Regions from separate parts of the Hordeum vulgare genome. Here region 1 is linked to region 2. A link is a contact called in public Hi-C data. All regions are on one chromosome and are shown on one strand. Each heading gives the region's core, a stretch centred on a gene start, on an enhancer-like site or on the middle of the called end of the contact. The rest is flanking DNA. Distances are from core to core; before and after follow the strand shown. Region 1 holds the start of LOC123400961 (amino acid transporter AVT6A-like). Region 2 holds the start of LOC123402277 (probable serine/threonine protein phosphatase 2A regulatory subunit B''delta).

The links. A called contact is a pair of places that touch in the nucleus more often than the background predicts.
Region 1: a Hi-C map of leaf shows a contact between it and region 2, with 2.6 times the contacts expected there. The contact joins the promoter of LOC123400961 here to the promoter of LOC123402277 in region 2. A contact is called at or near these places in 2 of 6 Hi-C or Micro-C datasets (both in leaf).

Annotation. Positions count from the first base shown.
Region 1 is chr6H:161,738,056-161,742,931 of MorexV3_pseudomolecules_assembly, forward strand. It overlaps LOC123400961 (amino acid transporter AVT6A-like), which reads left to right and starts at 2,401. Exons shown (of 6, transcript XM_045094675.1): 1 at 2,401-2,952; 2 at 3,493-3,941; 3 at 4,375-4,527; 4 at 4,621-4,824. The coding sequence starts at 3,518.
Region 2 is chr6H:161,256,552-161,261,138 of MorexV3_pseudomolecules_assembly, forward strand. It overlaps LOC123402277 (probable serine/threonine protein phosphatase 2A regulatory subunit B''delta), which reads left to right and starts at 3,099. Exons shown (of 11, transcript XM_045096178.1): 1 at 3,099-3,689; 2 at 3,786-3,891; 3 at 4,177-4,276; 4 at 4,352-4,457; 5 at 4,553-4,587. The coding sequence starts at 3,303.

The sequences.
Region 1 (4,876 bases), core at 1,151-3,650, 480 kb after region 2:
GTTATCACCTTCTCAAATAAGAACCAGACCTGAGAGCACTGATGTCATCCTCATGCTTTGTGTCTAGTTAATCATTGTTTGCAGCATGACTGGATCTCTTTTACCATAAATTACAATGTCTAGTTGTTGCTTGAACTTTGGAGGTGCTCTGCATTTATGTTTTGCGGTCTCAGAAAGGGCTATCGAGATACCATTGTTGTCATATTATATCATGATTGTATTAACAAAGTGTTGGTGTTTGAGTTATCTTAGTGTTGCTCGCTAGTTGATTATGCCATTGATATGAGCTAATATAGTTTCTAAGGGTTAATGTTGATATGACCCAAAGTTGCCCAATTTTTTTGTCTTATTGTTGCTCGCTAGTTATTGATGTTTGAGTTATCATATTGTTGCTCGCTAGTTGACTATGCAGACTAACAAGAAGTTTCTTTTTTCTAGCACTAAAGTTGTCTCAATATCACCCCAAATTACCCAAAATAATTTGTCTAAACCTATCCATATGTGATCTAGTTTGGAAGAACTCATCGCAACAAACATAATGGTGAAAACGGATTTGAGATTCGACGCTCGAGTCAAAAGTTACAGATTTTAGAAAATTTTAAAGCCCCAAATAAATGCATGCACGTGAGATCTTGCTGAAAAATGGTTGGATGGAGGGGACGTGAAGACATGAGAGGACAGGCCGACCAGATGCTTTTCCTTTTGTTTGTCACAAAGCAATCACATTAAAAATATCGAGATGAGACGGCTTGGACAGGTGCGTTCGTTGCAACCAAATAGTGCATATGCATTAATAAGTTTTTGAAATATAAGGGCGTTTAGATCACTAAAGTAATTAGCTTTTATATTTCTTTACGGAGGGAGTATTATCCAACCAACAATCGAAAATAAATTATTAAAATCAACTTACTGATCTATCACACGCATAAACCGCACGCAACACTTGACACATGTCCCTGGGCCCATCCACCGCTTTCAGCTCCTCCAGCTACCTTATCTCTTCGCTTTGCATCTCTCCTCCACACATCTTTCCCGTCCCCAACTCGACGGAGTAACTCCCATGGGAACGTCGCTGATGCGAACCAAAAGAGGAGTGACATCACGCACCAGCAGCTGCATCACCATCACAGACGACGACGGTGAAGCTCCGCACACCACCGTCGTGGCGCTGTAACCCCGCGTGGGGCGACGCTCGATGCACTGCTGCAACGGAACACACAAACGGGAGGGCGGCCACTCGTTTAGTGGTGCCGACGATGTGGTACGACGCTCGTCGGCGACCGCGGATGCTACAATGCAACAACGCGTCCATGGTCGCGGTTTGTGACGCAACAACTCGTTCAAGGCGTCGTGTTGTGATGCAACCTTGTCGACACTACGATGCAATCTCGTCGCTGCTACTGGTGATATAAGTCGCCGACGTCAGAGCTACAATGAAGCTCTTGTCGATGGCTACCCCCTGCTCCAATGCAGCACTCACGCAATGCTCGTCGGCGTCTCGATGCAACATCGCTGGTGGCTCGATGCAGCGACTCCAACGGCTCTCAGGGGAAGCTTGGTGTTGCAATGGAGCTATAGCACAACAGCGTGGTGCTACGCGCCAGGGTGGCGGAGTTGCAGTGCAACATTCCGATGGGGTGGCGGAGCTGCTGTGCAGCGGGGCGTGGTGCTACGCACAGGGCGGCGGAGCTGCAGTGCAACACTCCGGTGGGACGACGGAGCTGCAGTGCAACGGGGGTGGTGGTGTGCACAAGGCGGCGGAGCTGCATGTGTGATAGAACACTCCGGTGGGACGGCGGAACTGCAGTGCAGCGGGGCATGGTGGTGCGCGTAGGGCGACAAAGCTGCAGTTTGTGATGGAACACTCTGATGGAACGACAGAGCTGCAGTTCAACATTCCGTCCCGCTGATTGTGGTGCGACTGCCGAGTTGCAGCTTGGTGCGTTGACCGGGTCCAACAGATGACGAGGGTTGGATCCGATGGCCCGACCCGACTGATTCCTTGAAGAAATTCAACAACATTGATTGTTATTATTATTTTTGGTAGTGATAGAAACGTGTAGAACATGTCGAGCAAGGATATAGTACGTACAATACAATCATCGCTCCCGTGTCCCGTGTCAAGTTACAATCACCCCACTAATCATGGTGGACTTTGCTAGCTGTGGCATGATCCGTTTAGCCACAGTGCAAGTGCAATATCATCCTTCCATCAGCCATGCGCTAATCTCTTTTTCTTCTCTCTCCTTCGCATTGTTTTTTTTCTTAAATATTTCCTGAGTTCTGAACCAGCTTTGCCATGTCATAACTGTAATATTTTCGAGCTCGAACCATAAAAGTGTTTTAACCACCCGCACGAATCTACTGCTCTCGCCAACAAGAATCTACCCGCTCAGCGAGTCTATCGGCAAGTAGAAAGCATAGATCCGTCACTCTCATCCACTCGTCGACAAAAAAGATCTCGCCAGCACACCTCCACCCCTCTAATCCTCGTCGTCGTCTTCCTCGCGGTGCCACCACCATCACCGCACGCCACACCATTTTTTGTCATCTGCCCGCGGATAAGGCCGGCCAACCCAGTCGTGAGGAAAAAGGCGAGGCAGCAAGCAACCGGCCAAGAATAAACTAATCTGGCAAGTAAGAGGAAGCAAAGATCAACTGCGGAAGGCAAGAATTAATTGCTTTCCTTTCTTCCTTTCCGTGGAAAGGGACCGGCGCGCGCGGCGACCAGGAAGGCAAGAAACACGTCCGGTTCTTGGATAAGCGGAGGCGCGGCACCGCACGCGGCATTCGCCTGTATAAGAAGAAGGCCCGGGGGTGGGTGGGTGGGAGAACTCCGTCTGCACACCACGCGCGCTCGCACGAAATTCTCCTCGCCGATTCAAGCCTTCTGCTCTGCTCTCTTCGTGTTCGGGTTGTTGTTGGCCGAGCGACAGTTGGGATTCTGTGGAGGTATGAGATTGAGATGCTCCTCTCTGTCGTCTGCGCTTGTTATTATTCCGTGGTAGCTGGTAGGATCGGGTTTAGCTTCGTCTGGGGTTTTGTCCCCATTCGGGTTATCTGATTGGTATCTGCCCTGGAGGGGTTGTCTTGGATTTGGGGGAAGTTCCAAGATTTAGACGTTGCGCTTACCGAACATCTTATTACTGAATAATGATACTGCTGCATGTGTTCTACTACCGGAAATGGCGCTCGAATTTTGTTGCTTTATGTGGTTCTGTTACCTGGTTGTCATCAAGCCAGACTTTGTGTACATCCTGTCAAAGCGTCAGTCATATTGTTAGTTGTAACTTGAAAGCTTAGTTCTTTCATGGTTATTCTGAGCACCATTTTCCCAAGATAAATGAAACTGGGATTCTGTTGCCTTAATTCAGGACAAGGTATTTAATGCTACTGAATAAACATTGGGGAATACAATAGTAATAGAACAGCGGGAATTCAAATTTAAGACGAAACTCATCTGTTGTCCTAATTGGAATTTTGCACATACAGGAGGTTGGAAGTACTACTCTAACAAATGGGGATTGGGGATGGCTCACCTAGTGAAACCCAGCATGCGGCACACAAGGAAAAGAGGGATGAGACCACGCCACTTCTCCCACTCAAGGCGGAAGAGGAAGACGGGATCCATGAGTTCAATGGAGCTTCTTTCTCGGGTGCAGTTTTCAATCTGTCGACAACCATCGTGGGGGCTGGAATTATGGCCCTGCCAGCAAGTATCAAGATGCTAGGCATTATCCCTGGTATTTTGATGATCATCCTTGTGGCATTGCTCACCGAGGCATCGATTGACATGATGGTCAGGTGCAGCCACCAGGCCAAGATTACATCCTATGGCTGGCTGATGGGTGACTCTTTTGGTCAATGGGGGAGGATTGCGCTGCAAGCATCTGTGGTGATAAACAACATTGGTGTCATGATTGTATACATGATTATCATCGGTATGCCTGTGACGCGACCCTTTTTCTGTTATGCCTACTTGCCATCGGGAGTTGTAATGTTGAATATCGATAATTGGCAGTATTGCATTCAGGTGCTATGTTTTTAGTCGCGGACTTACATAATATGGAATCCTTGGAAGCTAATTAACAACTTCTTAATTAATTACTCATAGTGAACACTGATACATGTCTTCGGTAGAACACTTATTTGGTTCACTGCGGCTGGATTGTTGACTGACTTCCCCAAAAAAATGTCCACTATATTACCTATATGCTCCTATGTAGTATGTCCAAGCGATGTGTTAGATGGCACATCGAAATAAGTGCAAAAAAAAAAACGCTCTCTTGTCTTTTAGGAAATAGTTATGTCCCTATTTGGATCATGCAATTTGCCTCAAACTATTATTGATACTGCCTTTTCATATTTTTCTAGGTGATGTGCTATCAGGAACATCTACAACTGGTGTTCATCACCGGGGTATCTTTGAGGGGTGGTTTGGGCCTCATTTGTGGAATTCTCGTCCAGTTGTTCTCCTTGCCACAACTATTTTTGTGTTTGCTCCATTGGTGAGCTTTAAGCGATTGGGTAAGTTTGTTTTACATTGAAGAAATAAGTCCATTTTGCTATTTCTTTTATGGCATCTGAACTAAATTACTAACGGAGCATCTTTGGTCGCAGATTCATTGAGATACACATCTGCTCTGTCAGTTGCTCTTGCCGTGGTTTTTGTTGTCATCACTGCTGGAATTGCTATTCTCAGACTGATAGAAGGAACCGCGGAGATTCCCAAACTCTTCCCCGAGATACATGAAATCAATTCCATCTGGGAACTCTTTACAGCCGTGCCGGTTCTTGTCACTGCCTATATTTGCCACTACAATGGTATGTCTCCTACTTCATACTTGGTTTGCTCTTGCTGTTATTCATTTCTCTG
Region 2 (4,587 bases), core at 1,849-4,348:
GAAGTTGCTATCTTAGGAGAGTCGAGTCCCTTGTCTCATGCCTCATGTTATTTGATATTTTGTGTATTTGGCATGAGAACTAGTTTGTTTGCTTTGTTTTGGTACTATTTTTGTCGAACTATGTTGGCCACTCATCTTATTGTATGAACTATGTGTGTGCGGAACCATATCTATCTATCTCATCTCATGGAGGTTATGCTTATTGTGGGTCACTGCATATATATTAAACATAGTTTCTCCATGAATATCTTTATTGGTTCGATGTCAAAAATATGGTCACAAAGATATGCATTTGATATACATAACGATTTTGTATGAAATGGATCAAATGTTTATAATGGTTGTAGGACTTAAGGGGAGCCTCTCCCTATATTGTGCATCTTGTTTTACATCAAGATCATTTATTCACATGTCCATGGGGAGACTTCCTTTATCCCACAACAAAATTACTCTCCTAAGCATTTCATATTTTCACCTAATGAGAGCTATATGTGTTTTGTCATCAACTGCCAAAAAGGGGGAGACAAAAGTGCAATCATGCCCTTAACCATATTTTGATGTTGACGACAATATACATATAGGGGACTAATCATGTTTGTCAACTACATCATGTTTTAGTACCCATGGATCATTGTCTAAATATTTCTATATTGCTCAAGAACAGAGAAAAAAATACAAACAACTTAGGATTTTGGTTCGTTCTTGAGTATAGAAATCCCACACTATAAAGAGGGGATCATCGGGGCTCGTGAAAGATTTGCTCAAAACCCACGGTTTCTTTCTATGCTTACCTCTCACATCCTTCAACTATGTCACACACATTCACCCACTAATTTTTTTCCTATGATTTTTGTTAACAAAACCCATCCCTTGAGATATTAGGAAAATTATGCCTATTTCCATTGTCTCAGTGGACCTCAGGTCTCCTACGGGACGTCCGGTCCCTCGACTGGTACTGGATGACCTATGCTATCCAGAAACCCGATGGCACCCCCACATAAGGTTTTCAACGGATTTGTGGTCTTCTCCAAGCATTAGGTCGCTCCAATGCCACCGGATGTTTGGTATTCATCGGACGTCCGGTAAACCCATACAGAGGCAAATTCATTGGATTTATGACCCTCACGCGAAATACAACTTGATCTATCCAGTACTATTTTAACGGATTTCCAGTACCCACGGGATGTCCAGTGCTCCTTGGAACACTGGATGTCCGGCCAATACCAAACGTCCACTTCAGACACTTCACCATTTTTGCCTTCCACATGCACACTAGCCTGCTTTAGCCACCGGATGGACGGTGGTTTCACAAGATGTCTAGTGCTTCGCGAGTCATTGTACTTCTGGTAACCCACCGGACATCTGACACTTAAGTGGGTAGAATACCTCTAATGGCCACATTGGGGATGTGCTATATATACCCCTCTCCTACTCACGGGGAGGGTTGAACACTCCATTCCAAATATCCCTAGAACCCTATAAGTGCTCCCTCTCACTCTTCCACACCATATCCTAGATGCTCGAAAGCATTTGTGAGAGTTCTTGAAATTTGTTCCAATCGAGCGATAGATCTATTCCCTCTCCTCCTTGTGTCCGGAGCAAATTGTGATTTGAGCAAGTCTTGAGCTTTTCCCTTTGATCGTGTTACTCTTAGAGGTTGAAGACTCCGGTGGTAGGAGTACTCCAGTGAGGAATCGTGCATGGTGACTACCTTTGAAAAGTTTATGAAGGTTTGGAGACCACCTCAAGATCCATCGCTAGTGGTTAAGAAACACCTTCATGGTGTTGTATCAAGGATGGAATAGGGTGAGCCTTCATGGTAACATTCGCCCCTCCAAAGGTGACTAGCCTCCCTCCAAAAAAATGTACGTCGGGATACATCCTTGTCTCCCGGAGTTGTGGTTATCCCTAACCCCTAAGTCCCTATTTGTGGTTAATTGTCTCTTATAATTTACTTTACATATTATTGTGCCTTTTCACCTTGCTACTTGGTGTTTTTGAATATATTGCATATCATTAGATTCTCCTTAGCAATTATTAGGCTCTCCTTTATATCCTCTTTATTGCATAAAATTGTTAAGTTAAGTAGCAATTAAATCTGTATTTGTACCTATTCACCCCTCTAGGTCCACCTCGGCCCTTTCAGGTGGTAGGCGAGACAATATCTCCCCATTAAAACAATGGATTGATCGAAGATTGCTATCAGAGAGAAATCACTCGAACTTAGTGGTGTGAGTGTGGGCAATTGTTCGCGAGCTGGTGCACTACAAACGATGGGGGCTTATTATTGACGCCAGCAATGGACCACCTATCGTAATGACATGTGCTATTATTGAAATTTTCTAACTCCCGACCATTGGAATTTTTATGATAAAATAACATTTCCTACAAACTACTCCCTCCGTTTCAAAATAAATGACTCAACTTTGCACTAACGTCATTTTTAAGTCATTTATTTTGAAACGGATGGAGTACAATGCATGAACCATTATCCGAGTTTTTATGTTGAATTTCGACAAAAAATTAATTAACACAGGAATGTACCATGCTAATTCCAAACTAAAAAGAACATGTAATAGCATGCATGCATGGTGCGAGTTTATCGGTGGTCTCACATGCCTACTTGCCCTCTCGTCCTTCCTCTCCCATCCACCCTTCTCTCCCTCTCATCCATCGCTATTTATGGTTAGGTTATTGCCATTCTTCACTTCTCCTTTTTTTCCTCGCTAGACATATTACCAGACATTAGAAGATCTCATCTGGTTGATTGCATCTTTCTTTTATTCCACAAGTGAGGAATCCCTGCATCCGTCTTGTTTTCAAGTCAAGATGGTATGTTAAATATGTTGTATATTTCCAAAGAATTTTGCATTATCTTTTAGCCACAACGATTTTACTTCTAGCTTCATTTTGCCAAAGTTTCCTACGATTTTTCCCCCAATGTTTGTATGAAATTTGTACTAATCAACCGAAGCGTATAGGGGCATCGCCTGTTTAGAGCTGGAGGCATGTGCATCCGTTTGCAGATCGCCCGGCATCCATCCTCCAGCCGTTGACTGGAGCCATGTGGTTGTGTGTGCAGGGACGCGGCCGATCTATCAGATGGACGGCCAGGATGGCGCCCAGACTGGCGTGAGGCGAGCCGTTAGTTACTCACCGGTCTTCTTCCCCACCGCCGCCGCCCACGTCGCGCCACGCGCCTGATTCCCACTCGAACTTACCCTCTCCTACGGTCCGCCCGCTGATCGGCTTGCCAGCTCCGATCGGATCGGCTCGGCGAGCGATCGAGGCGAGGATCGGGAATGGAAGCGGCGCCGGATCTGAGCGCCGTGTCGGCGCTGGCGCTGCAGGTGGACCTCCTGCAGCTGCCGCCGGAGATCCCCGCGCCGGGGGCGCCCGCGCTGCGCGGCGTCCTCGACCACCTCTTCGCGCACTGGCTCTCCCTCCCCGACACCGTCGCGCTGGTCAGCTGCCTGGCCCAGAAGGCCAAGGCCAACGGCGTGGGCGGCTTCGCCGGGGGCGCCATGCTACCGTCCATGATGATGCAGGGGGGCGCCAACGTGCCGCCGCTCTCGCCGAGGTCGCCGCGCCTCTCCAGGAAGCCCAGCGGGGTCGGCGGACACTCCAACCGCTCCGCGTCCCCGCTCCGGCCGTCCACCGCGCGCGCCGTCAAGGAGGTCATTCCGCAGGTACATACGCATGTGCATGCTCACCGTCGACCCATCAATCTGCCAGCGCCATTCTTTTCCAGCAAGCTAATCGAAATCGTCCATGTCGTTTGACAGTTCTATTTCCGAGATGGACGCCCGCTGCCATATGAGCAGAAGAGGCAGTGCGTATCTATAGTCGAGCAGCTCTTCGCCGGGCACTCCAATGGCCTTCGGATTCAAGGTGCGTGAAATACGACATGTCTTCATGGTAATTTTGCCAAATATGAAATGACTGGATCTTTTGGATGCAATTTTATTTACAAGTCACTGGTGTCAAGACCAGTAGTTTCACTCGTGGTTTTCATCTGATCAAATCGGTGCTCAAGTTTGTCATCTGGATTAGCTTTTAAAGCATAACCAGCTTAAATTGTCAATTATCATGATCATATCAAATTGTCGTGATGATATCAACTAATCATCTATATGTCCTGTGCTTTTGTTTTTTTGTCTGTTTTTGCCACAATAGAATTTCGGATGGTTACCAGGGAGCTCTGCAAACTACCGTCGTTCTTTACCACTGTTCTTTTTGGAAAGATCGATAAGGATAACACTGAATTTATCACAAGGTAGGTGATCACTTGATCACTTGGGATTCACAGAACATACAAATGTTGAATCTTACACTATGGTATTTCTTCCAGGGATGCCTTTATGGATTTCTGGGTGAATAGCAATATGATGACTATGGACAGTGCAACCCAAGTATTTACGATTTTGAAGCAACCCGATCATGATTACCTCACAAAGGTATGTGTGCTTTACAGAACAAAATCATGCAATTAAAGACTCCATAAATGGATGCTGATTCTGTTTCATGATTGATGCCCTTGGTAATAATGTAGGAAGATTTCAAACCGGTTCTTCGAGACCTTTTGGA